2 separate regions of the Zea mays genome follow, and region 2 is linked to region 1. The links are chromatin contacts, called in public Hi-C maps. All regions are on one chromosome and are shown on one strand. Each heading gives the region's core, a stretch centred on a gene start, on an enhancer-like site or on the middle of the called end of the contact. The rest is flanking DNA. Distances are from core to core; before and after follow the strand shown.

Region 1 (3,076 bases), core at 133-2,632:
TGAACAAGTTTGATTATAGGGGACTGGTCTGTCCTTAATAGGAATGGGGAGAAAGGGGGCTGAATAGGGAGGTATGCAATAGGATACTATGACTGATGAAGTTGAATCAAAATTTGTTGGAAACTAAAGAAGAATCTCCTTAATGTGGTGTTATTTTGTTGATTAGATGGAGATATGCATGAAGTGCATGACTCAGGTTCTAGATGTGTTACTCTGCACTATAAATATCAATTTTGGACTGTTTTGGAGCAGTGAGCTAGGGACAGCAGAATCCCTGTTGGTTTTGTTTGCTGAAAACTGATATTTAGGATGAACTGGACAACAAATTTAGTAGCCTCTTCCATGTACGAAATATCAAACCTTGGATCCCTTTAGTGCTTATCCACCAATGGGTTCTCAGCTGCCTTTTCCTGTCTGCAGTTGAGACAAAACGGATATTATGGTGGTGTGAGACAAACCAAATTCATTGTATTTGGGCTGTGATGTGAACCTACGTGATAGTAGTGCATGAGAGCCATATATTGGAGTCCCTGTGGTGTTGGCAACTTGGGAAAGCATTTCTTCACTGCATGGTTGCCAAATCTTGTGACACCTGCCCTGTGCCCTTTGTTAGAGGCTATAAAACTTGGTACCAGTGAAGTTCTTCTCCCTGACCTTGAGCTCTACACATAGATCACTGCAAGGAGTGTGCAGTCCTGTGTTCATGCTGGAGTTACCCTCTCCTTTGCCACAAAGTTGAATTGTCCAGAACCAAGAACGCCAGCCTCTATGTGGTGACCAAACCCAGCAAGTCACTGACCTCACCGTGGCCAGGTAATTACAGAGGGTTTCTCAACCGTGCTACGCTTGTTCTGAGATCTCTACTGGCCAGTGAAGCTCACGCAACTCAGCTTTTGAACTCTACCATTGTCAGGTGACCGAAACAAGGGTTGCACCGCCACAGATCGGCGCCTTGAACAGCCTCGCCGTGGACCGACCAGCGGGTGTGTTCCCCGAGTAATTTCGCGCAAGCACCAAGGTTATGGCGAGTCCCTGTTGCTCTCTATGCTTTTGATTGGAACTCTACCATTACAGTGTCTCGGGATCGGGCGCGCCGAGTCGGGTGTGCCACTGGTGTTGTGGGCAGTGAGGTCTGGTGCTTGGCGCGGGGTGAACGCTTCGTGGTCAATCCGGGTTAGTCGGGGACACATGTTACTAGCGATTAGAAGACGCCTGAGGTCAGCGCCGTCGCGGCCATGATCGCCGGATTGTCGGAGTAAGGCGGCCGTGTCGTGGATGGGAGATTGTAAATGAACCGAAACCGAAGGGTCTAAACGTGATGGTCAGCGAGACAGACCAACAGTGGATCGGGGGTGGGTTGATTTCATCGGAGCGCGGGGTTCTCTGTGCAAGTTTGCCAGCGCGGGAGCGGGCTGTTGACCGCGGGCCGGTTGTGCCTGGGGTTTTGGGCCACGCCAGTAGTTTGGGTCCAAAACTGTTTAAAGTTTTGTTTTTCTATTATCAGAAAGTTTGGAAATGTTGGCAAAGATTGTTGAAAAGTCCAAAAATAATGAGACCAATTTCATTAGGTGTATAAATTCATGGGTTCTCTGGTAAAAATAGTTTGAGATTTTTGGAGCAATTATCAAATCTTAAGAGAATTTAATAGTGCTCTTGGAGGGTGTAAATAAATTTTAGAAATAAGAATATAAGACCAAATATTATGAAAAGTTTTGGAGAACTTTGTTAGCACCATATGAGTACTTGGTAAAAATTGGAGGCTGTTTGGAAGCCATTTTCTCAGAAATCCTTGTAAAGTCCCTAATTAGAATAATTAGAAATCCATAATCACCTGTGGATTAAAAATTTAGAAGAAGGAACAAGTTTAACAAGGGAAACCTGATCTTTGGACAAGAAGCAAGAGTGCCTATTGAGATCTAATCTTGGAGTAAGTATAATGTGTCCTAGCCCATGGATGGTTTAAGCTTGTAGTTGTAGCTTATGGAGTTCAGAGAAAGAGAGATGAATCCCTGCTTAAGTCATATATAAAGTATGTGTATACTTGTCATGTGCTTTAGTTTGTAGTGTTTCTGTTCCCCACCTCTCCTTATGAGAGTTTGCATTTCATACCATTACATAAGCATTGATATATTTGTAATTGACTTGTAGAACACCTAGAAGAAGTGATGTTCGAAGGAGAAGTCTACTCCAATGTCTGCTCATCAAGTGGATGGAGCTGTCTAACTCAAGGTTGGGTAGAAGGATCTAGAATCTCTTCTCTGCAACAAAGGAAAGCCTCGGTGCATTTGTCCATTTCCTTGTTTTTTAAAAAAGACTTTTATACACTTTAAGTCTAGTGAAATGTGCATTAAGTTTATAGGAATTGCTTGGAAACTATTTGATGCATAGACTACCTTGATACACATTCCTGTTATAGATACTTCTTTGGAAGTATCAAACATTTTTTACAAATAGTGTTTGTCCTTTGCACTAATGCCTAGCTCAGGGTTTATCCTGAGGAAGGATGGCTCTACCTACAAGAATATTTTCACCTGGATCATGGGGAGATGTAATGCAAGGTTCCCTGTGACGTTTTAATCATCCTAAGATACACAAATAAGTCCAAAGGATGAAAATACTTAAATCGAAACTTGGGCTAGGAACACATGATGTTCTGCCCAGGTTGATTAAGGATTATAGGAAATGTAGGCTTGATGATCGAGGACTATATTAACTAGCCACATGACCTGGTATGGGACAGGGTAAGCCTAATTTCAGCTTGACCAATACCAGAAAGGCTGCCACACAATGAGAGTGGAGAGATGGCGAGAGTAGCGTGTACCCTCCGTGGCAAGAGGCTGGACAGTGGAGTAATTGTGCTCTCGGTTGGCGTGAACCCGGTCTAGTCTTGAGATAGCAAGGGGCGGGTTGGCATATGCAAGGGTTAAGTGCTACATATGTCGTGTGGTTAGGGATCCCCAGCTGGGTAAATCAATTCGAATCGCCGTTATATCCTCGGCAATGGAGACTTGATCACTGACCTGCAATCTAAGTCATGGATGAAATCATAATGAGTAAAAATATTGTTGTATGCATT
Region 2 (3,236 bases), core at 9-2,508, 200 kb before region 1:
AGACTGCAAGGAAATCTAAGGGTTTCTTTCTTCTCCGATCCTCACAACCATTTGATTCTCTCGCTTCTTTTGGATATATGCAACAGGGATGTGTGTGCTTGTCAGCTTGCCATTTGTTGGTGTATATATGTGTTTTCCTAGTGGATGTGACACCAATTATTTTTTTGATAGGCTGCGTGCGTGGCTTGTAGTTTATTCCTTTTTTAATTACTGAAATTCGAAAGATTAAACACAGTTGGAGAGGACTTCTGGTCGCTCGTTAAAAGTAAGATACAAAGTTACAGACAGCAAAAGAAGAAATGGAGAGTGAGAAAGCACTTTATTTGTCAATATATAAATATTTCTAGTAGTCGGCTAACCAGGAGGAACAATCTAGACGAAGCCAAGACTCTGAAGTTCTGAACTTGAAAACGCATGAGTTTGAAACGTCGCTATGCATGGCCAGGTAGGTGGTGGTGTGTGGAGAGCCATGGATGCTGCAGTGTGCATGCAGGACAGTTCCATCCAAAAGCCACTAAAAGCAGGTCCAATGGTGCTTTCAGTTTTGCACTGCGAGAAAGTCAGCTTTTAGAAAAAGCTGCTTTCTGGATCCAGCCCTTTGGTTTGGCTTTTGGCTTTTAGGGGGCAAAAGCCAAAGCCAAAAGCCAAACCAAACACACCCTAAGTCCAGAGTCATCCCTCCTGTTTTGACATCCTCCTTCCTGGATGGGCATCTGTGTTTTCTCCATCGGTGGCAGACGCTGAGCCATCAGGATGTTGAGGTTCTTGGCAGGGAGGGCTTCTCCAAATGATGGTGATGGATACTGGAGAGCAAGAAAAGTAAGCAGGAAGGGACACAACACAAGTGATGGGTGCTAGTTGATGAAAAGAAATGGCTCGTCTTTTTTTTTCACATTCGTTTTGGATGCTGGGGTGCTGGTGGAGCTCCTCTAGGGCCCAGCCCAAGGAGGCTCCAGGGTCCAGCCCACGCTGGTAACTGGCCCAAATAATACTACCGCCTTGTATTACTAAGTATTATATCTGCCTTGTATTACTAAGTATTATATCTTAAACACTTGTGCATGGACGCGGGGTGCTGAGTGCATCTTGGCTAATAAAAGGTGTTCGGTCAAACTGTCAAAATTCGCCCACAAAAACACGTCAAACAGTTTCAAATTGTTGGCGTGCTTTTTGCTAAACACCAACGATATCTAGAGCCTGCTCGCAAGGAACAGGACCTTGAGGTCCTCTCTACCGAAGCGCGGGCCGTTCATGTGCATCGGATCGTCTCTGCTCTTCTCTGCAGCGCATGAACTGTACATGTGTAGATAGCGGACCGTCCACGATAATGTAGAGGGCTTTATATAGAATTTAGATCTCGTCTCCTAGAGAGATCCCGTCGAGGAGAAAAGATCGTAGGATTGCTTCAGTGTTGATAGGTCATCCAAAGTGCCTTTAGACGACATACCGAAGAGAGGTGAAGATTGATGTTGGGGAACTATAACTAAAGCTAAACCATGACTAGACTACTTCTAGATCTAATGCATAAGGTAAATTTGGTTTGATAGATCGATTGTTGGTTGCTTTAATCAACGGTACCCCTTTATATATATAAGGTATAACGGGAGCCCTGTGCTTCCAATAGTTAAAGGAAGCCCAGGCCGACCACCCTGCAACGTGGTTCAACCCAGCGCGTCGACTCAACCAGGCTGTCGGGTGTGCCACCCGCCCCACGTTTGTGCGCGCAAAAAAGGAATGCATGCATGAGTCAAACACGTTCCCTTGCATGCGCGTAAATTTAGGAAAGATATGTGTGACATTTTCTATTTTTAAATGTTTTATTTTCTCCATAAATTTAAGATCGCTGCAATAGTCATGCAGCTAGACTCGTAAGGACCATTTTATGATATAAACTGATACTAAGGCCCCCTTTGGCAGGGCTCTCTCGGTGGCTCTTTTTCTGGCTTTTCGTGAAGCCGTACCAAACGGTTTTAAAAAAACGGCTCCTCACCAAGAGCCATCAAAGAGCCAGAGCCGTTTTTCTATTGGGAGCCGAAGCACGAGAAAACAAGCTTCTACCGGCTCCTTCTATCCGGCACACAATAATGTTTGATGAAATTACAGTCTCTGCCACCGTCTCCTCGTGAGAAGCTGTTTTGCCAAATGAATTACAAAACGGCTCTGGCTCCTCTAGAGAAGCTAAGAAGCCAGAGGAGCCAGAGCCAAAGCCGTTAGGAGCCCTGCCAAAGGGGGCCTAAATATGCTACAATGTGTAGATAATTATGCAATTTGGTATAGTGCATAAAAATCTGTTAGCAGTTGCATGTGCACGAATTTATGATGGAAAGAATGTGCAATGAAAGGAAATGAATTGCACGCATAGAAACAAATAATCGTATTTAATGTTTTATTTCTTCATAAATATAGGATCTCTCCAACAGCCATGTAGCTAAACACATTAGAACTAGTTTATGATATATACTGATATAAACTATACTACACGGTGTAGGTATTTATGCAATTCGGTATACTGCGTAAAAAATCTGGCATGTTGTTCACTGGTGGACGCATCTTCGGGTTGGAGCGTAAAAACCTTAAGTTTTGAGTATAAAATCCCTCAATTATAAACGTAAATACCGAGCTAATGTGAGAGGTTGATAGCTCTAGTAGGTTGTTATTACGGTCTTATTTTTATGGCAGATCCGAAAACATGGTAGCCACATACATGCGGTTTCTATTTTTATACATATCCAAAAATTATGGCAAAATGCACGCATGTGTCAAACACGTTCCCTTACATGCGCGTAAATTTAGGAAATATATGTGTGACAGTTTCTATTTTAAATGCTTTATTTGCTCCATAAATTTAGGATCGCTGCAACAGCCATGCAGCTAGACTCGTAATGACCATTTTATGATATATACTGATACTAAATATGCTACACTGTGTAGATAATTATGCAATTCGGTATACTGCGTACAAATATGTTACCAACTGCATGCACACGAATTTATGATGGAAAGAATATGCAATGAAAGGAAATGAATTGCATGCATAGAAACAAAAAATCGCATTTAATGTTTTATTTCCTTCATAAATATAGGATCCCTCCAACAACCATGCAACTAAACGCATTAGAATAGTTTATGATATATACTGATACAAATTATACTATACAGTGTAGGTATTTATGCAATTCGTTACACTGCGTAAAAAATATGGCATGTTGTTCACTGGTGTGGACGCATCTCCAGGT

What was found. Hi-C and Micro-C count contacts between places; a contact is called where the count stands out from the background.
Region 2: a contact with region 1 is called in a Hi-C map of leaf, with 6 times the contacts expected there. The contact joins two enhancer-like sites. A contact is called at or near these places in 3 of 25 Hi-C or Micro-C datasets (ear, leaf and tassel).

Annotation. Positions count from the first base shown.
Region 1 is chr6:67,523,402-67,526,477 of Zm-B73-REFERENCE-NAM-5.0, reverse strand. No RefSeq gene overlaps it. Among protein-coding and RNA genes, the nearest start is that of LOC103629382, 61 kb to the left of the region's middle. Within about 2 kb of position 1,382, at least 19 of the 20 cell types and tissues checked have an H3K27ac peak or open chromatin away from gene starts, as enhancers often do. A contact at or near this core is called in ear, leaf and tassel, where this site is marked.
Region 2 is chr6:67,718,578-67,721,813 of Zm-B73-REFERENCE-NAM-5.0, reverse strand. No RefSeq gene overlaps it. Among protein-coding and RNA genes, the nearest start is that of LOC100277773, 24 kb to the left of the region's middle. Within about 2 kb of position 1,258, at least 17 of the 20 cell types and tissues checked have an H3K27ac peak or open chromatin away from gene starts, as enhancers often do. A contact at or near this core is called in ear, leaf and tassel, where this site is marked.